Regions from separate parts of the Mus musculus genome. Here regions 1 and 2 are each linked to region 3. Evidence: chromatin contacts called from public promoter capture Hi-C data. All regions are on one chromosome and are shown on one strand. Each heading gives the region's core, a stretch centred on a gene start, on an enhancer-like site or on the middle of the called end of the contact. The rest is flanking DNA. Distances are from core to core; before and after follow the strand shown.

Region 1 (4,074 bases), core at 699-3,198, 270 kb before region 3:
TGGGAATCAGGGGAGGTTGGGACTGGAGGGTAGGGGTCGTGGAAAAGCAAACCTGAGGATAGCCCTCTTGAGTTTATGGAGAGAGGGGACTGAAATCAGGATGCTGAGGGAGGAGCAGGCTCCAGTTAGACTCCTGGTCATGACACAGGAAGCACTCTTTAGTCTCCTAATTCTTAGAGAATTAGGAGCAGGAAGGCTCTAAAGCTCTTGACTTTCAGATGCAGTGGGAAAAATGGTACATGGCCCTATCCAGCTACCCAGTTACCTGAGGGAAGCTTGACTTATTATTCCACACCTTCAGGGCCCCTAACGATGCTAGCCCTGGGCTGGGACACAGGGACTGCTGGGCCCTGCTCCTCCTGTGACCCCACCTCAGATTTAGGAATCTGGGTCCTCAGCCTTCTCACCTGAAACTGGTACCCTGGTAGTACACAGCATTGAGTCTGCCATCTCCCAACATGCTGAGAGACCTAGTCTCTTTCTCCCCAGGATCCAGAAAAGGAAATGTTCAGATCCACAAGGCCCAGCTGCTGGGATTCCCAGCCCAGCCTTCTCATGAGCGAGAAGCTAGTGATCTCCCATACATACTGTGGGTGGGTTCCTCCCATCCTAGGGCCCAGCTCCTGACCAACTTAGGACTTCCAGCTTTCCCAGTCCACAGGGAGGGAGGCACCTCACTACATAGGAAGCCAGGACTTAGGCCCTGGGCTCCTTCAAACTCGACATTCAAGTTCCCAACTCTTTCCCACCTTGTATCTAAGAATTTGAGTCTCCAAGCCCCTCTTGGCTTTACACTGGTTCAGGTCCGCTATGCCCCCTGAAAAATCCATGAATCCCAACCTTTAGGAACACCCCAACTCCACAGTCACGTCCTCTGGACCACAGACCCAAAAGCTCCAGTGTTCCTTGGGCTTAGATGCACTAACTCCTTCCACTTTTAGATCTCAGGTCTCTCGGCCCTCGAAAACCTCCCTTCAAGACCCAGGAATCTTTCTCTGAGTGCCCTCTTCCCTAGATTGCAGAACCTGAAGCCTCCTTCCATCTTAAGAGTAGTCTCTTGTCCCTTCCCCCCAGGGCCTAGGACGCCTACTCCAGCCCCTTCACAAGGACACAGAAGTCACAGGCGCTTTTCCCAGGACCCAAGACTCCTCCACGTAACTCTTTTCCCGTCTGAAACGGAGTTTCGGGGCCCCATCCTCGCCTGCCCTTCTTGGTCAAGGGACCAACGCTGACGTTCTCACCCTTGTTGGCCACCTCCCAGGCCACCTCGAAAAGCACTGCGTTCTCGGGGTCGAATTCATCCTCCCAGTCTTCCAATCCTGGAAGCGAGGACACAGAGAGACTGCGGCTGAGAGGCATGGCTACTGCGGGCAGGGGACTTCGAGCACCAAAACTGGAAACCAGAGAGATCGGCTGGGAACGCAGCAGACTTGGTGACCGGTAGAGTTAGCGGGTGTCCCAGGGGAAGCTTGCAAGGCGCTCCGCTTCCTATTGCACGACCGCACCCCCGCCCCAGAGCGCTCCGACTCAGGTAGGGTGAGCTGAGACACTGAATCGGGCGGGCAGCTGCAGTGAAGCCTCGTGGCCGCCAGGAGGCACTGCCCACCCTGCTGGTCTAGCACGATTGGTCGGCGGCTGGGGGGCGGGGGCTATTGCGTCTACTTATTGGCGGATAGAATCCAGTTTCCTTGGCCAGAGGCTCCTGGGGAGCTGCGGGGGCGGGGCTTGTTTCTACGCAGCATGGAAGTGATTGGTGAACAGAGCTGTCAATCTCAGCTGTAGGCCCAATTTGGTGAGGAAGGTTGGACAGAGAGGGAAGGGATCGTGGAGGACGTGTGGTTGCTACAAAATGTGCTCAGAATTTTGCAATCGGACTTAGCAGTTGCAGGGCGGGGGGGAAGGAGGGGGGAGGAGGCTAGGTAAGAGGAGGAGGAGCAAGAGACGTCAGGAACCCACCCGGGATTCAGAACACCGGCTTTCCAATTTAGCCTCGCGGGCTGGGCGCGGCCTAGTGTACGCCCCCTACAGGAATTTTATATATCTTATGGGCCATAGAGATGACTGGATGACCGGGAGCCTAGAGAGGATAAAGACCGCGCTCCTAGCCGATTTCCGTTTCCGCTGAGGCATTGGCGGTTGGTGTGCATCATGGCAACCGTGGTAAGTGTTGGGTGCATGTGGAGGACCGACAATGACCCTTCTTAGAGAGTCTGAAGGAGGGAGCTGGAGAGGACTCTTGTATCTGAGGGAGGAGTGATAAGGAAGATGCCTGGTTTGACGGAGGAGGTCTGGGGAGTACTCCCGAGTCAGAGGGAGGATGCTGAGGACACCGAGTCTGAGCAATGGATACAGAGGAGAATGCATGTGTCTAAAGGAAGAGAGCAGAGGAGAATGCATGAATCTGACGGAAGGGGGCTGAGGAAGTCGCCAAGGAGGGCTTGGGAGGACACATGGATCTGTGGGAAGTGTTGGGAGGAGAGGATACCAGGGTCTGAGGGAAGCAGGCTGGTGTGTGCACCTTTGTGTTTGAGGTAGGCAGGCTAGAGCCTGAATCCCTAGATCGGAGGGACGATCACAGTGGATGAGGCCTGGTTTGGAGGAGGAGGAGGGCTAGGGAGGGTGCCTGGGCCTAATAGAAGAGGGCTGGACCTGGACTCCTGGATGTGGAGGAAGTGTATTGACCACTGAGGAAGGAGCTTCATTGTGGCTTTAGAAGCTAGTAGAGAAGGCAACAATGTATTCAGAATCCTAGATGTCAGGCATGGTAGTGAAAGCCTGCACTTGGGAGGCAGAGGCAGGTGGATCTCTGTGAGTCTGAGGATAGCCTGGTCTACAGAGCCAGTTCCAGGACAGCCAAGGGTTACACAGAGAAACAACAACAGAAAGAATCCTGGGTCTGATGGAAGAGTCATGTAGACACTCAGATTTCTCTGTGAATGAGTGACTAGCCAGAGCCTGGAGTGACAGAGTCGTGGTTCATCCCACAATGCGTTCTGGAAACTTCGTCTGCCTCTTGATGTAGTCAGTGACCAGTTCCAAAGTCTCATCCCAGTGTCCTGCGAGGTCTGAGACTGGTACCCTGGTCTTCTGGGGAAGATTAGTAAGTGGGAAGTTGTGTTGTGTGCTTGAGAGCACAGGTCACAGGAAAGTGTGTCCGAAGCCAGGAGTGTGACAGTGAGGAAGAGAAATAGAGTCTGGGTTCAGAGCATGGGGTCTTGTCCAGAGACTGTATTTTTCAGAACCTCACCTAGGGCACGTGTCTGTGCCATCGCACAGTTAGTTGAATGTTACAGTGAGCGAATAAAGCCCAGGAAGTGAGACCGGGCATATTGGGCCTGGCACTAGCTCCTCAGACTTCCCAGTGAAGAAATCTTGTGGCCTTGTGGTGTCCTTGATTCTGGGGTTGGGCCCAGGCAAGTTGTAGGGAGGTCAGTGGCGTCTGTTGCTGTTACCATGGTGAGGAAGGGCCTGCCTTTGCTTGCCTGTGTGTGACAGTAGTTTGGGGGTCTCATGCTCCTGCAGTCCACACAATCTCCTACAAAAAGAGGAAGGTGAAGGCTCCCACAGCAAGAGACAGGCAGTAAATGGTCCTGGGCTGTGGGCTATCCTGGAAGGCCTTGTTCCATTCCAGGAGGAGGCATCCTGAGCTGTGGTTGAGGGCCGCTTAGCTTTGTGGTTTCTTAGGTTCGTAAAAAATAGGAAAAGATGTTCAAGGGTCCACCGCCTGGATTTATCGGTCTCTTGTTTTCACCCTTTAGCTTGGGCTAGCTCCAGACTCGAGGCACTCTTTCTGACTCAGCCTCCCCAGTGGCTGCAGAAGTGCATCCTAGCAGGCACCCTCCAGTGTCCCCACACCTCCCTCCCCGAGCCTTTGGCAACCACTAGTCTACCTTGTATTTCTGGCATCTCTTTTGGATACTTCATATAAGAACCCTTCAACCCAAGCTGGGCAGTGGTGGCGCATGCCTTTAATCCCAGCACTTGGGAGGCAGAGGCAGGTGGATTTCTAAGTTCAAGGCCAGCCAGGGCTACCTACACTGAGAAACCCTGTCTCGAAAAAAACCAAAGCAACAA
Region 2 (3,967 bases), core at 1,463-3,962, 480 kb before region 3:
AGCTCCAGAGAGCCTGGGGCAGGATGGGGAGTTCAAAGACAACCTTGGCACATATAGTAAGTTTGTCTCAACAAACAAACAAACAAACAAAAAAAGCCAGGATGACGCTTCAGCGTGGTCACCACTTTCTTGGCCTGTAGGATGTGTAGTGTCAGCTTTAAGACACCACAAGGCAAGGCAAAGGAGAACCACACTTGGGCGCTTGTCCTCCTGTCTAAACTTACCTTCTTTGGAGCCCTCCAAGGACAATATGCTGGCTCAGGGGACAAGACGCCAGGGCTGACAAGGAAAGAGGCAGGAACAGTGGGCAAAGCTGGAGCCAGAGCTGGGCCTGAGGCTGAGATCCATGGATCTGAATCAGAGGCTGAAGAGATAGAGGAGGATCCTGAAGAGGCCAACAGACAGCTGGCTAGCTAGGGTGGAGAGATGCCAGGGGGAAAGGAGGGCTGGCCGAGAGCAGGAAGCAGAACCCAAACTGTCCCGCTGGGCTCCCTGGGTACCCAGACTTTCACATTTTTGAGAAAGGAAGAGCATTTTGTACTTAGTCTGCAAAGGGTCCGTTTGTTTAGGATCACAGATATCTAGCATATCCCTGGGACAGGACCGGGTGATATCTGTATCCCCTGACTCCAGGGAAAAGGACACGTCCAAAAGCTATATTCAGACACTGATTGTGGAAGAGGCTGGAATACCTGACTCCATCCAGGAAACGTTAGGGTATCTGGGGTGGGATAGCTGAGCAATAGGAAACAGAGCCCAGTGGGTGGGGGAAATGACAGGCTGGGGTTTCGCTCTCGCTCTCGTGGGGCTGGACATGCATGCTCTTTGGGGACTGAGGCCACCATCCCCTCCCCTTGGGGGCCCACACTTACTGCAGTCTTGATTCCGTCTGTGGATCCGAAGCTGCAGGACTAAGGAAGGAAAAGGGAGGTGGGACAGGGAAAGCGGGAAGGGAGTGTCCAGAGCCTGACTTGGCTGGTGGGTGGGAGCTGCAGTTGTTGGCGGGACACACGTGCCCAGCCCAGCCCCTTTACGTTCCCCGGGCCGGGCGGGTGGGCAGGCAGCCTGCTCCCTCTCCCTTCCCAGGGCCTCTTGCCTGCTCCTGCCAGCTAAGCATCTTGGGCCAGAGCCACTCCTGAGACTGTAAGCTAGCCAGCCTCAGCCGAGAGGCAACCATGCTCCTGGCTCCACCTGCCACTTCAGGAGTCTGTGACCACCCTGGCACAGTCGCCATCTTGCCAACCTGACTCATCAACCTCTCACTTCCTTTTATCCACGCACCCCTTTGCCCCTCGAATTCCCCACAGCCAGCACCCTGCAAACTAAACCCTGGAGCTCAAATCTCTCTGGACTCTAGTTTGCACTACAACTTTACATGACTTCCCACCCCAACTTACTCTTGCTGGCATGCACCCACAGGAATGTCACTCACATGTTCAAGACTTGACCCTCAGTTTGGGGGCAAAGAGTTTCCAGTGCACATTTCTGCTCCTCTCTGAGTGTTCAGAACTCTTTGCATTGGCAACAAATCCTGGCTAATGACATTTTCAAGGCTTGATAGCTCTTGGTCCCCCTGCCACACACACATGCACTTCAGGTCTCAGTTTGCTCCTCTGCTTTGCCTACAGGTCAGTTTAAGTCCTTTGCAACATATGCACTCTTGGGTGTCACCACCTATGGCTTAGCAAGCCATGTGCACATTCATCTACTACTCCACTCCATAGCACAAGTGACATTGTATGTGAACACCACTGGTCGATTCACGCATGCCAGAGAATCATGTTACTGGGACCCTGGGCCCTGGCTCCGGGACCCCTCCCCACATGCATAGAGACAAGCAACCTCTCACCAGAGCGGAACTTGGAACGGATGATTTGGGAGCGCTGGGAGGAGGCTGCCAGGGTCATTGCCAAGGCTGAGGTGGAGACCTGGACAGAGGAAGCCAGAGCCACCAGAGCGCGGCAGGGTCAAAGTGGATGACGGGAGGCTGCCATTGGGGGAATTTTGGAGACAGTGTGAAAGGTTAGAGACAAAAGTACTGGGCCAGATCAGCTCTTTTGGGGGATGACTGGTCTCTGGGCCCTTGGGTCTGAGAAAGGAGGGCTGGTCCTGAACCTCCGGGTGTGAGAGACACGGGCTGGGGCCTGGAGCCCTAGGACTGAAGAAAGGTTGCGGCCTGGAGTTCTGGCTGGAGGGAGAAGTACTTGGGCATGGACTGCTGTGTCTGTAGAAGGCTTTGGGCCTGGAGTTCTGAGTCGGAAGCAAAAGGGCTGGGTCTAAATCCCTGGATCTTGGCGGTACAGGAAGGACCTGCGTCATGGGCTCCTGCATCTAAGAGGGAGAGCATTGGAATCTGGAGTTCTGGGCCTTTGAAAGTGCAGGAAGCAGTCGTCTGGAGTCTGAACCCTGAAGGAGGAGGAGATTAAGGACGAGAACTGCATGCTGTTAGGGACTAGAATCGAAGATTCTAGGACAGACGGGAATCAAAGAATATGACAAGTGTCTGGGAAACATAGGGGTCCCTGAAACAGAATGGGTTGAGTGTCATGCACGGGGCTCTGTGGGAAAGATATTGGGACCAGAAGGGGGAACCAGAACGGAGAATGAAGGGTAAAATGAAAAAAAAAAATCCCCATATCTACCCCAGGGGCTTCTCACCAGGTAGGCTCCTCTCAGCTACTCAGCTGTGCCTTGAAGCGGGTGGAGTCTCCCGGATTAGGCTGGAGACCTTAGGCTCCACCCCACAAGCCTTGGGCCGCCCTCGACTCCCCTTTCTAGGGCGAGTGGGAGTCAAGAGAGCGAGCCTTGGATCAGAAGCCCTGCAAGGACCCAGAAAAGGGGCGGGACACACACGCCGTGAGGACCGGCCTGGCTCACTTCGAGGGTTCCCTTACTATCTCCTCCCCCGAGTCCCGAGCTGTGGGTTGGGTGGAGCGGTCACTGGCGACAGACAGGAGCAGGTGCAGAGAGAGGGACCCGGGTGAGCAACAGCGGCAGGTGGTCGTGTTCAGACCCTGCCGGCAGGTGCCACCTGTTGGTTCTTTTTTTCCTGACACAGCAGTAGGAGTCAAGTTCAGAGGAGGGGAAAGTTCAAACATGAGGCCCAGACTCCTAGTTCTAAAAAGGAAGGGGGCAGAAGTCAGGACTCTGGGTCTGAGGGTGGTGGACGGAGTCTTAGGCCTCTGGTATGGGAGAGGAGAGCTGAGGTTTGCATTCTTGGATCTGATGGAATAGGACTAGTACCCGAGAGGTGCTGGGTGTTGGAAGTCAGCGGTGTGCACAGTAGGCAGACAGCATCGGAAGGACTGGGGGGAGAAAGCTAAAGTTTGGACTTTGTAGGTAAGAGGGAGATGGTGATGACCTGTTCTCACTGGTAGTACATGGGGTCTGATATTCAGAAGAACATGGTCCAGGCTGTGTTCCGAGTTGTGTGACAGTGCTCAGTACTACAGGGTCACATTTCGTGCTAGAGGGCAAGCTGAGGCCATGGCTAGAAATATCTCCCCAAACTCGGCAGACGCCCAACGTTCCAAGCACAGTCCCTGGCACCTTAAAAAAAAATCTTTGCTAAGGCCCCCAAATCTTGACAAGTGAGGTCAATACCACAGATATTTTTATTACTTCTTGGCATTCACATCCCAAGCCCATCTTCCCACTGTCCCATCGTCTACCAACCCAACAACTCAAACTCTCAGCCGTCTACGCAGGGAAAACTACAACTCCCAAAATGCTCTACGCCCAGGCGGGCTCCCTTTTAAGAAGCGATGCAGTTTCAAGCTGCGCGCGTTCCTTTCTCATTGGTTTTCAAGGTGTCGAAGCCACCGGGGGTCCATGGCGATGATTGGCTGGCAGCTCCTGCTGTTCAAGATCCCAGAGGAGGCGACGGAGCCTGCGCAGTTCTCTATGCAATGCGTCATCTGTCACAGGGCCGGTGAGGCGCAGGCGTGAGCTGCCCAGGGGCAGGATG
Region 3 (3,981 bases), core at 993-3,492:
AGGCAAGATGATCAAGAGTTCAAGGCCAGCCTGGGCTTCAGGAGATCCTGTCTCAAATAGCAAGAGTCACAGAAAACTCCCATCTCCTCTCTGGATGACCCCAACTAGGCCAAGGATCTGGTGAGGGAATTCGTCCCTTGGGTTAGGCGGAGTTTCCCCAAAGGAAGACTGTGTCTCAACTGCTCCCTAGGTATCTGTCCACTGCCTGCGTCTCTGTCTTCCTATGCCTTGGCAGTTTGCTGGTCTCCTACGGTAGGAAACGGAGACTCCAAAAGCAGAGCTCCCAGGTCCAAGGTCACACTCTTCTGCGGACCTGATCTGCTCCTGGCCTCCAGCAATACCGTGCCGGAGCCTGGCTGTAAGAAGCAAGGACCCCTGGCTCCTCCGCGTTGTCCCAAGTCACCCTGGGTTACCTGGTCCAAGAGACCCCCCCTCCCCGCTAAGCTAGCAGCACTCATCTCCAGGAGCATCTATCGCTCTGAGCTCTCATTTGGGACTTGGGAAGGAGAATGACCTGTGTACCAATAATACCCCCCACTGTCAAAGTAAACTCGGGATTTTGTTTGCAAATAACTGCTTGCCCCCCTTCCCAATGTTCTGCTGCTTCTCCTGTCTCTGGGGTTTCTGAATTCAGAAAGAGAAGGTGAGACTGGAGACCCAGAGGGGAGATAGAGAGGCTAAGGGAGGGGGCCTGAGGAACACCTGTCTCCTGCTGTCACCCCCCTCCCAGCCCCCTCCACCAGCACATCTTTCTCTAGCTCCCCTGACTTCACGCTGGTGTATTTTGAGAAACTCGTGAAAGGAGGCGAGAAAAAAGGGTGGGGAGGGGCTGGGAATTGGAAAATGAAGAGGTGAAGCTGTCTCAGCTCCCCCCTCCACAGCTCGCCTCCCCCCCACCCCCCGCCGCCACATACACACACTGCACCTTCCTGCCTTCCTCTGTCCACCTCATCCCTCTCATGTTACTAGAGGTTGGGGTTAACTTTGGATCTAGGAGGTGAGGTACAGCAAGCTGGACCATCACTAGCATAATCCTCGGGTGGCCCAGTAAGATGGACTGAGGAACATGTAAAGGTGGACTAGGGCCCTGTGTGGAGGGCACTATGCCCACGAGGCCATCTCCTCCCCGCACTGTGGATAGATATTTTTAGGCCTCTCAAGAGCTGAGTAATTTCTCTGACTTGGAGCCAGAGCTGGGGTTGGGGGTGAGAGGCTGGGAGGTGTCCAGGCTACCTCAAGGGACACTGGGGTCACTAGAATCATGGCCCTTGGTGGGAGCAAATATCGCCCAGTTCTAGCTTATATCCCTTGGGAAGTCCATATTACCCGCAAGATTAATTTGGTTTTGTGGCCTGAAACTCCCTTCATCCCCCTCACCCCCAGAACCTAGGATACCCCAGTTTTTCCCTCTCAGATTAACCCCCCTCAAGGACAAGAACTAACAGCCCCAATCCGCTTTAGCTCCAGATTAAAAGCCTCTAGGGAATGAACCTGAGAAAGAGGAGAGAGGTGGAGAGAGCCAGGGTGGGGAGATAGCGGGTGAACAGTCAGAGATGCTGAGAGAGACAGATCAAAGTGGGGACCAGAGGTCCAGGGAAGAAGAGAGGAAGGGGAATACAAGAGTCAGAGTCAGGACTGATGGACAGCTAGTGGGCGCCCGCATTGGCTCCTAATCAGAGAGAGGGGACAGACACCCAGTGGGAAGAAGAACCCAGAGAGAGGACATATCTAAAGTAAAAGACCGAGAAGACAGGTGGACAGAGATCCAGAGAATAGGGAGGGACACACAATCCCAAAGAAAAGTCGAGCCCGAGGTGCGGGGGACCAGGGGGGAGGGGGAAGCGATGATGAACTAGGCAGAGTGGAAGGACAGCACTGACAGGACGGAATCCTGAACAGATGGGTGGGCCTCCCCACATTGTGCCTGGGTGTCGCCTCTCTTCTCCCTCTGTCAGTTGCTCTCAGATGGAAAGGGGGCATCCTCATCCTTACCCTCCCAGGAACCCCACCAGGCTCACCGGTGCAGCCTCCCCAGGGCGCGCCCCGCCAGCTTCCGAAACTCCTCCTGCCGGAACTCCATGGTGGCTGTGCCCACGCGGGTCCCCTGCCAATCCCCCCGCCCGCGGGCCCGGGCGGCCGCGTCCGGGATCCCGGGGTCCGCCCCGGCCCGGCCCGGCCCCGCAGCTCCGCTCGGGGGGGAACCAGGCTGCGAGTGCCCGCTGCCCGGGGCTGTAGCGGACTCAGCGTCGGGGCGGGGCGGGGCATCCACGCCCACCAAAGGAGGCCCCACCCCTTGTAGGAAGGACCCGCCCTCTCCTTCCAACAGGCTACCTGGAGATGCTAGGCCAGTTTCTCTTGGCTTGGCTTGCAGGCTAGACCCCTCTCTCTTTCAGCTCTTCCATCCTAGAGCCTCCACCTGTCCACCCCAAGGCCACGTCCCTGGGATTGAACTCCGAGTTGCCTCGCTCCCCACTATAATACACTCCCCAGATACTCTGCACGTTCCAAGCTCTTTGAGTCTCTTCCCAGATCTCTTTGCTTCTGAGCTCTATTCCCATCCGACCTTTGGCTTGCTTCCTCTCCTTCACTCTTTTTTTCTTTAAAAAAAAAAATTTTTTTTTTGAGTGCCGCACACCTTTAATTCCAGCATTCAGGAGGCAGGCAAGTGAATCTGTGTGAATTCAAGGCACAGGCATGGGAGGCAGAGGCAGGCAAATTTCTGAGTTCGAGGCCAGCCTAGTCTACAGAGTGAGTTCCAGGACAGCCAGGGATATACAGAGAAACCCTGTCTCGAAAAAAAAAAGTTTATTCTTTTAAAGTTTAATTAGGTATGCATGTTTTGCTAGCATATTATATATCTGTGTACTATTTGTATGCCTACTGGCATTGGAGGAGATGTGACCTGCCATGTGGGTGTTTGGAGCTGAACCCAGGTCCTCTGGAGTGCAGCCTATTAGCGCTGAGCCATCTCTCCGGCCCCCTTTTTCCTTTGTTGGGCATACTGGGGATACAGGCGTGCCGCTGAACTGGACTGGCTCTCTCATTTTTCGGGTTCCACTTTTCCCCTTGAATTCACTTTTTTTTAATCTGCACCCCATCTTTCTCTCCCTGAGTTTCAACTCCCTCTCCTTCCATCCTTTTGAACTCTGCTAGCTATAACCAGGCTCACCACTACTGCCGTTCGTGCCCCATGGTGTCCTTCCTCACTTCCCAAGAGTGTGTCCGGTTGCTTAGACTCTATGATATTCTTTTGAGTCTGGGCCCCATCAACTGAGCTATGTCTCCTCCCTCTGAGTTCTGTCCCTGCTCCCCAAGTATGTTTGGAGTCCTACATACTTGCTGTCTATCTTCTGTCTCTGCCTTCTGTGCCTGGCTCCTCCCCTTGAGTCTGACTCCTTCCTCCATGTGTGTCCCAGCAGTGACTTCCACTCGGGCTCCACGATCTGTCCCCACCCACTAAGTCCTCTTTCCACCCGTAAATTCCACTCCCATCCCTTGGGGGTAACCCCAACTCTAAAATGGCCCTGAAGCACTCCACGCCAATGCTTCTCCCAGTGCATCCCAAGTTCTATGCCTTAGCAGGGTGTTGGTGTTCCCACCGTCTCTCTCCCCGTGTCAGGCTACAAATGCATTTGGGATTAAATTTTCATGACCCGGCCCAGGAGGGGACCAGCGAAGCCGATCGAGTGGCGGGCGGGGATGGTGGGTCTCAGCTCTGTCTCTGATTGACAAGTCCCCGGGGAGGAGGGCAGCAGGCTGAGCCGCGCAGACGCGCCACCTGGTGGCCATGGAGTCCCGGACTGCGTGCGGAGGTGGCGTCCGCGGCTCGCGGCCAGGTGTGAGGGAGGAGCAGATGGTGAGGAGGAGGGTGTGGGAAGGGGGCCCTGCGGCTGCCAAATCCCGGGCCGTCGCCCGCACCATCACCATGGCGACGGAGAAAGGAAGAACGCACCCAATCTTCGAGCTTTTTTAGGACCTAGA

The links. Promoter capture Hi-C pulls out the DNA fragments that hold promoters and counts their contacts.
Region 1: a promoter capture Hi-C map of second pharyngeal arch cranial neural crest shows a contact between it and region 3. The contact joins the promoter of Ruvbl2 here to the promoter of Slc17a7 in region 3. A contact is called at or near these places in 19 of 39 promoter capture datasets (the 3T3-L1 cell line, 3T3-L1-derived adipocytes, the C10 cell line and 14 more), 2 of 15 datasets of contacts at CTCF or cohesin (embryonic stem cells and large pre-B cells), 16 of 484 Hi-C or Micro-C datasets (B cells, the G1E-ER4 cell line, the HL-1 cell line and 7 more), 23 of 115 datasets of contacts at active chromatin or transcription factors (the 230-238 cell line, the SCID.adh cell line, acute myeloid leukemia and 15 more) and 5 of 9 other capture datasets (adipose tissue, embryonic stem cells, liver and 2 more).
Region 2: a contact with region 3 is called in a promoter capture Hi-C map of liver, with 3 times the contacts expected there. The contact joins the promoter of Mamstr here to the promoter of Slc17a7 in region 3. A contact is called at or near these places in 6 of 39 promoter capture datasets (the C10 cell line, cranial neural crest, liver and 1 more) and 2 of 115 datasets of contacts at active chromatin or transcription factors (acute myeloid leukemia and bone marrow-derived macrophages).

What each region holds. Positions count from the first base shown.
Region 1 is chr7:45,432,338-45,436,411 of GRCm38.p6, reverse strand. Ruvbl2 (RuvB-like protein 2) reads left to right here and starts at 1,948. Exons shown (of 15, transcript NM_011304.3): 1 at 1,948-2,160. The coding sequence starts at 2,149. It overlaps Gys1 (glycogen synthase 1, muscle), which reads right to left and starts at 1,573. Exons shown (of 16, transcript NM_030678.3): 1 at 1,242-1,573. The coding sequence starts at 1,359.
Region 2 is chr7:45,638,722-45,642,688 of GRCm38.p6, reverse strand. Mamstr (MEF2 activating motif and SAP domain containing transcriptional regulator) reads right to left here and starts at 2,712. Exons shown (of 10, transcript NM_172418.2): 1 at 2,659-2,712; 2 at 1,850-1,987; 3 at 873-911; 4 at 225-364. The coding sequence starts at 1,907. Rasip1 (Ras interacting protein 1) reads right to left here. Exons shown (of 12, transcript NM_028544.1): 12 at 3,597-3,967. The coding sequence ends at 3,805. It overlaps A030001D20Rik (RIKEN cDNA A030001D20 gene), which reads left to right and starts at 3,931. Exons shown (of 2, transcript NR_152217.1): 1 at 3,931-3,967.
Region 3 is chr7:45,162,182-45,166,162 of GRCm38.p6, reverse strand. Slc17a7 (solute carrier family 17 (sodium-dependent inorganic phosphate cotransporter), member 7) reads right to left here and starts at 2,242. Exons shown (of 12, transcript NM_182993.2): 1 at 2,019-2,242. The coding sequence starts at 2,080.